Regions from separate parts of the Triticum aestivum genome. Here region 1 is linked to region 2. Evidence: chromatin contacts called from public Hi-C data. All regions are on one chromosome and are shown on one strand. The core of a region is the stretch at or near the end of the contact, and the rest is flanking DNA. Distances in the headings are between cores, read along the strand shown. Region 1 holds the start of LOC123113435. Region 2 has its middle 20 kb from the start of LOC123113434.

Region 1 (3,022 bases), core at 39-2,538, 160 kb after region 2:
ACCCACGGCTTCGCCCGGCGCACAAGAAGGCGGCCACGTAGCTCAGCCGTCCGGCGACGGAAATGGAACGCCAACAGCTGATGGTGTCATGGCTTGGCCGGCCAGGGATCAGGCTGCCGGCGCTGGCGCTGGCTCGCCGTCGTCGCCGGTGCTCGTCCGGGAGGACGCCTTCTTGTCCATCCTGGTCGATTGCTTCGGTCAGTAGATTGCACCGAACGCTATGCAGCAACACGTTCCTAAGCTCTAGCTAGGTGCAATGCAACTAAAGTGTCTTTCGCGATTGCTGTAGCCTGCTGAATTATCAAGTTCGGCGCCTTCTGAATGTCTCTGTTACAATACAAATCAACGCCTATCTCTTCTCCAGTCAAGTCCGTTTTCATGATGGTCCCTAGAGGGAAAAAAAGTTCATTTTCATGGGCATGTACGATCGATGGAGACGGTGCGGCCAAGTGGGAGGGGAGCTATAATTCATTACCACCACTCGGGCGGCTAAAGTAGTAGCGAAATATCTCTCTTCACTGAGATATTTTTGCTTCTTATACGTTTTTGGAACGGACGGGAAACTCAAGCTTGACATAAAGAAATATCTCACTTCGCTGAGATATTTTGCTTCAATTCTTACCAGAAACTCAGACATGAAGTACAGAAGATGCATCGTGTGTTAGCCAGTGCAACGTTTTCTCTGAAGTCTGAACTTCACCTGCCCATGCATACTGAAAGTTTTCTCTGAACCTCAACGTTCCCGCTGCTGCTGCACCTCACAAAACGTTCCGATCTCTGGCGCGCCCCGCCATCGGCGGCATAAACCTTGCTCAGATTCTTCGATTCCCCGGATCAAATACTACGTCCGGGTGGTGCAGCGAACCTGGACTGCACAACCATGCGAGCACGGGGCGCGGTGAGCACGTACGTGAGGGCGACGGTCCGCATCGCCGGCCGCTGCACTTGCACCCGCCCCCGGGCAGTCAGTGGTCACCGCGCGCGCGCAGCATCCTGGCAGCGGCATCTCTCTCCGGATCCGCCCGCGCGCGGAATCAATCGTACGCGCGAGGATATCCCCTCTCCACCGCGCGCGCGACGGCAGCCTCACGTTCATTAGCTTGGCCTCCGATCGCGCGTCGCGCCGCGCCGTGCGTCACATGGCAAATGCACGGCACGGCATGGGCCTGCGCCGCAACGGACAAAGCCGATGAGCTGTGGCCGCTCGCCCGCCACTCGGCGGCACCCAAACAAAACACCGGCCCGAGGAGGCGCCTACCATTCGGCCCCGCGCGCAGTTTCCTCCACTTTTCCCACTGGCAGCAGCTCGCGAGTGCCGGCCGATTGGTGCCTTCCTTCACACCTGCGAGTTGTATAAGTAGAGCCGGCAACTCAGAGTTAAAGGAACACCCACTCATCCAAGCAGTGAAAGAGAAGAGGCTAATCAAGCTCAACAGCCTTCTTTTCCAGAGAGTGTGCTGTGTACGTAGCAGAGCGAAGAGTTAGAGCCATGGCTGGGGTGGTCGGCGTCTGGTTCGCCAAGTTCGGCCGGGAGGCGGCGCCGGCGGTAGAGGCAGAGGCCGAGGTCGTCGGACGGCGACACCAGGGCGACGGCCTGCTCGAGGTGGAGGCCGTGAAGACGGTGCAGATCCAGGAGAGGAGGAGGAGGAACAGCGCCGTCCTCGCCAACTCCGAGGACACGGTGTGCATGCTCATGGACCGCTTCGCCCCGGCCTGATGCGCCGGTGAACCGGCGGTGTCCGTACGTACGTGTAAATTCCAGGGCACGTACGTAGGGGCGCGGGCACAAGGGAGGAGCCATACCTTGATGTGCGGGTTCCTCTTGTACATAAGCTCTTTTTCATCGCTAATCGAGTGATAGTAGTAGTAGTGCTCATGCCTCCCGTTAAAAAAAAGATAAATAAATAAAGCGCCCAGTCGAATCAACTGTATCATATCATGTACTCCTATGTAGTATGACTGTATCCTTTGAATGGATTCGTTTGGTTTCTATGGCATCTCTGTTGCTGCTGCTGCTTTTTCTTAGTTGGTGTTGGTGCTGCTTTTGGTGATACATTTGCTATTGTGGTTCTGCTCAATCTTCTTCCATTTCCTTTTAGAAAAGTGCGGAGTTTACAGTTCTTGCAGCATTTTGTCAAGAGCAGTTTATTGACACCTGGCATAATAATCCAATCTATGTTTTCCGTTGTTGAACTACTCACTAAAATTGGGGGAAATGTTAATTGGCCAAATGATAAATAAGTACTGCACGAGATGCTCCAATGACATAGAAGATACCACGAGGATTTGGCAACACATCGCCATCATCCCCACCCCCACCTTCGATGATCTATAGGATTGTGTATTACCCATGGAGTCGAACACTCTACCTGGACTTACATCCTACTGAAAATGGCTATTCTTTGAAAGATATGGGATGCACGAAGCGCCACGACTTTTAGGGGCGAGGACATCCATACTGCGACAACCTTCATCTTTGGCATCACCGCCTCTCCAAACAAGACGATAAGGTGGTTGTTTTCTCGTAGCAACTTTACCTTTCTTCGTGCGTGAACATGCCCTTGTAATTCACCTTGCTTCTCCAAAGAGTGGTGACGTGTTAACTTGGTTGTGTAGTGCGGAAGTGCCACTCTTAAAAAATCCACCGAATACCAAACACAACCAAAATCGTTCAGGTGATTATCTAAGAGTTTGGTACCAATATTCAACCTTCACAATAAAAATTTGTAAGGCCTAATTAACTGCTCGTGTTACGGCACTGGTGTTTGAGTGTACCCTACTTAAGAACTGGACAACCAAAGCAATTTGACCAAAGACTTGGGTGCCAACCTTTTGGCCATGATGCCGAAAGGATGCAGTTGGTATGGGAAATGCCGAAAAAAGCTGATGACGATCGAAACAAAACTCAAGTATTTGAATATAGCGTGTATGGTTTTGACTGAAACCAAACCTGTGAGAGCTAAACAAGATCTCATCCAGGTTTATAGATAAAGCAACAAGCAAAGCAGAAGAGAAGTCTATT
Region 2 (2,982 bases), core at 150-2,649:
CCTAATACAAGAGCAGGCGTTCTAGTCCAATCCGGTGCGCACCGCTCAGTCGCTGACGTCTAGAAGCCTTCGGCTGATACCACGACGCCGGTTGCCCATATCTTGTCCCACATGGCGGTTAGTGCGTATAAGGTCAATGACCGAACTCAGATCAAATACCAAGATCTCATTAAGTGTGTTATTATGAAGTAACCACAGACGCCGATCAGAACCAGACCCACATGTCTCCTAGGTGGTCACAATCTGCCTTGTCGCTCCGCCTCAAAGTAATACTCGGGAGCCGTCGGGAACCCGGGTCCACCACTACCTGGATGGACCACCTGTCCTTTCAGCCCCCATATCTGAATCACTTGCGGATGCTCTACGAGCCGACCCGACTTTAGTCACCACCTGTATAGTCTGTCTGTATGTATAAACCCGTGATCACCTCTCGAGTGATCACGACCCGATAGTATAGCATGGCAGATGGACAAGAATGTAGGACCAATGATGAAGCATTAGTAACGTATACTAAGCATGTAGGATTGCAGGTAAAGGTATCACCAATTGTAGCAACAATGACAGGCTATGGAGCAGAATAGGATTAACCGAAAGCAGTAACATGCTACAGTACTCTAATGCAAGCAGTGGAGAGAAGGAATATGCGATATCGAGTGATCAGGGGGGGGGGGGGTTTGCCTGATTGCTCTAACAAGAAGGAGGGGTCGTCAACTCCGTAGTCAAACGGGGCAGCAACGGCGTCGGTCTCGTAGTCTACGGGAGAGAAGAGGGAGAAGAAACAATAAATATAATGCAAATATAAGCATGATGATGCATGACATGACAATGAGCGATGCTAGGGGTGACCTAACGCAGTATTAGGTGTTACCGATGAAGGGGGAAAACATCCGGAAAAGTATTCCCAGTGTTTCGCGTTTTTGGACATATGAAACGGAGGGGGCGGTTCCATGTTTGCTATACTAGGGACACGTGGCTGACAAACAGAGTGCGTATTCGAATTTGTCTCGTCGTTCTGAGCAACTTTCATGTAGAAAGTATTTTCATCCGAGTAATGGTTTATTTATTATGAATTTCTAAAGTTTTAAACAATTACCCGACTTTCAGGAATATTTATTAATTAGAAAATAATAAACAACTAAATGCTATACGCACCCAAAAGTGTACCCAGAAAAGGGTACAGAGGGGTTGACAGTGGGCCCTGTCAACTGCTGACTCAGTAGTTGACTGGTCAAAGTTTTTACTGGGTCCACATGTCATTGACTTATTAGATTAACTGGTTTTACTTATTAGTTTAATTAAACTAATCAGTGGGGGCCACATGTAATTGACCGAGGGAACAATTAGTGTTAATTAGATTTACTAGGGGGGGCCTGGGCTAAGTTAATTAGGCCTTCCTAATTAACAGACCCGGGCCCTGGGGGCAGTGGCCCAAGCCGGCCTCTGATGCGGTCAACGCGCGCGCAACAGGGGCGAGGCGATGGTCGCGGCCGACAAGCGGCGGCTGGCGGGGGCGAGATCAGGGGCGGGCGCGCGCGAGCAGCCCCGGGCGGCGGCGGAGGCGGGTCACACGGGCGCGGCGGCGCTACGACATCTAAGGCGAGGTGAGCGGGCAGACTTCGGCGGCGTAGCAGCAAGGGAGCAGCGGGACGGGGCTATGCGGGCGCGAGTGGGCAAGCACGCGCACTGGCAGGGGTCGCGGTCCAAGTGAGGCAGGGGGCGCGGCCAGAAAGCGCGTGAAGCGAGCTCCGGGCGCGGCTACAGGTGAGCGCCGGCAGCAGCGTTGGAGGCGGAGCCGGAGCATGCGGCCAGAGGGAGCGACGGGCGCCGGCGTCTGCAGCAGGGGCAGGAAGGAGCAGCGGCGGCCGTCGTAGCGAGCAGGACCAGTGCCGGTGGGCGGGCGCGCGGGTCAGAGCGTTGGAGAGCAGCAGCAGCAACATCATGTGGGCGCACATGGGAGCTTCACTCCCGACCATGGCGGCCTCGGGCGGGGACGGGTCTACAGCGGGAAAGAGAGGGGAAGAACGGCGGGGCTCACAGCGGACTCGAAGAGAAGCCGGGTGTGCTCGGGGAGGGCTCGGTGGCGTCGAATCGATGGTGGCGACCTCGGTGACCGAAGCTCGAAGACGGCGATGGCGACGGTGTTGCAGGGCGTTCGAGCTCGTGTGACTCGATGGAGGGGACGAGTGCTTTGTTGCGGAGCTCGGGGACAAGGCGAAAGAACATGGGAACGGCGGTGGTCGCGGTGGCAGCGAACAGCGCCGACGGGCACGCTCGAACGCGAGCAGAGGAGCGAGGGAGGAAGGAGAAGTGAGATCTGGGGGCAGCGGGTTCGGGGAGTTGGGAGGGAGCTTTGTAGGTCGCCGGGGAGCGGCGGATGGCCGCCACGTGGCCATCTACGGCCACGAACGAACCGCGGGCGTCCACGGTGTTGCTGGTGAACAGGAGGTAGGAGGAAAGCCTGCTGATGGGCTAGGCCTTCTGTAGCAGGTAGGCCGGTAAGTGCACAGTAGCTTTTAGTTCTTATTCTTTTCTTTACTGTTTTGTATTTTCTACTATGTTTTACAATTTAATTTTAATACTAAATGATTTTAATTAGTTCTGCAACTTGGCATATAAACTCAGCGCAATATTATGGTGTTATACACAAAATTTCAGAGCATTTAGTAAACTTTTCATATTTCTAGATATTGAAAAGGGTTAATTTATTTGATGTTGATCCATTGTTTTGGTTGCTAGGGTCAATTTGGAAACTCAAATAATGTTGGTTTTGTTTCTTTATCATTCCTTTAGGATTTTTTACAATATTATGAACTATTTTATTTAATTATTCGAAGAAGTAATTATTTGAATTCCATTTTTAATTTGAATTTGAAGTTTGTTTATTACTTAATTGTTTTCTTAGGGTTTAATGACGACAACTTAGCATGACTAATTGGCATAAGCACGGTTTAGTAGTCTGGGGATGTCACAACTCTCCTCCAC

Evidence for each region. Hi-C and Micro-C count contacts between places; a contact is called where the count stands out from the background.
Region 1: a contact with region 2 is called in a Hi-C map of leaf, with 4 times the contacts expected there. The contact joins the promoter of LOC123113435 here to the enhancer-like site in region 2. A contact is called at or near these places in 3 of 5 Hi-C or Micro-C datasets (all in leaf) and 1 of 1 datasets of contacts at active chromatin or transcription factors (leaf).

Annotation. Positions count from the first base shown.
Region 1 is chr5B:586,902,006-586,905,027 of IWGSC CS RefSeq v2.1, forward strand. LOC123113435 reads left to right here and starts at 1,289. Exons shown (of 1, transcript XM_044534663.1): 1 at 1,289-1,997. The coding sequence starts at 1,490. The coding sequence ends at 1,717.
Region 2 is chr5B:586,743,127-586,746,108 of IWGSC CS RefSeq v2.1, forward strand. No RefSeq gene overlaps it. Among protein-coding and RNA genes, the nearest start is that of LOC123113434, 20 kb to the left of the region's middle. Within about 2 kb of position 1,400, at least 8 of the 8 cell types and tissues checked have an H3K27ac peak or open chromatin away from gene starts, as enhancers often do. A contact at or near this core is called in leaf, where this site is marked.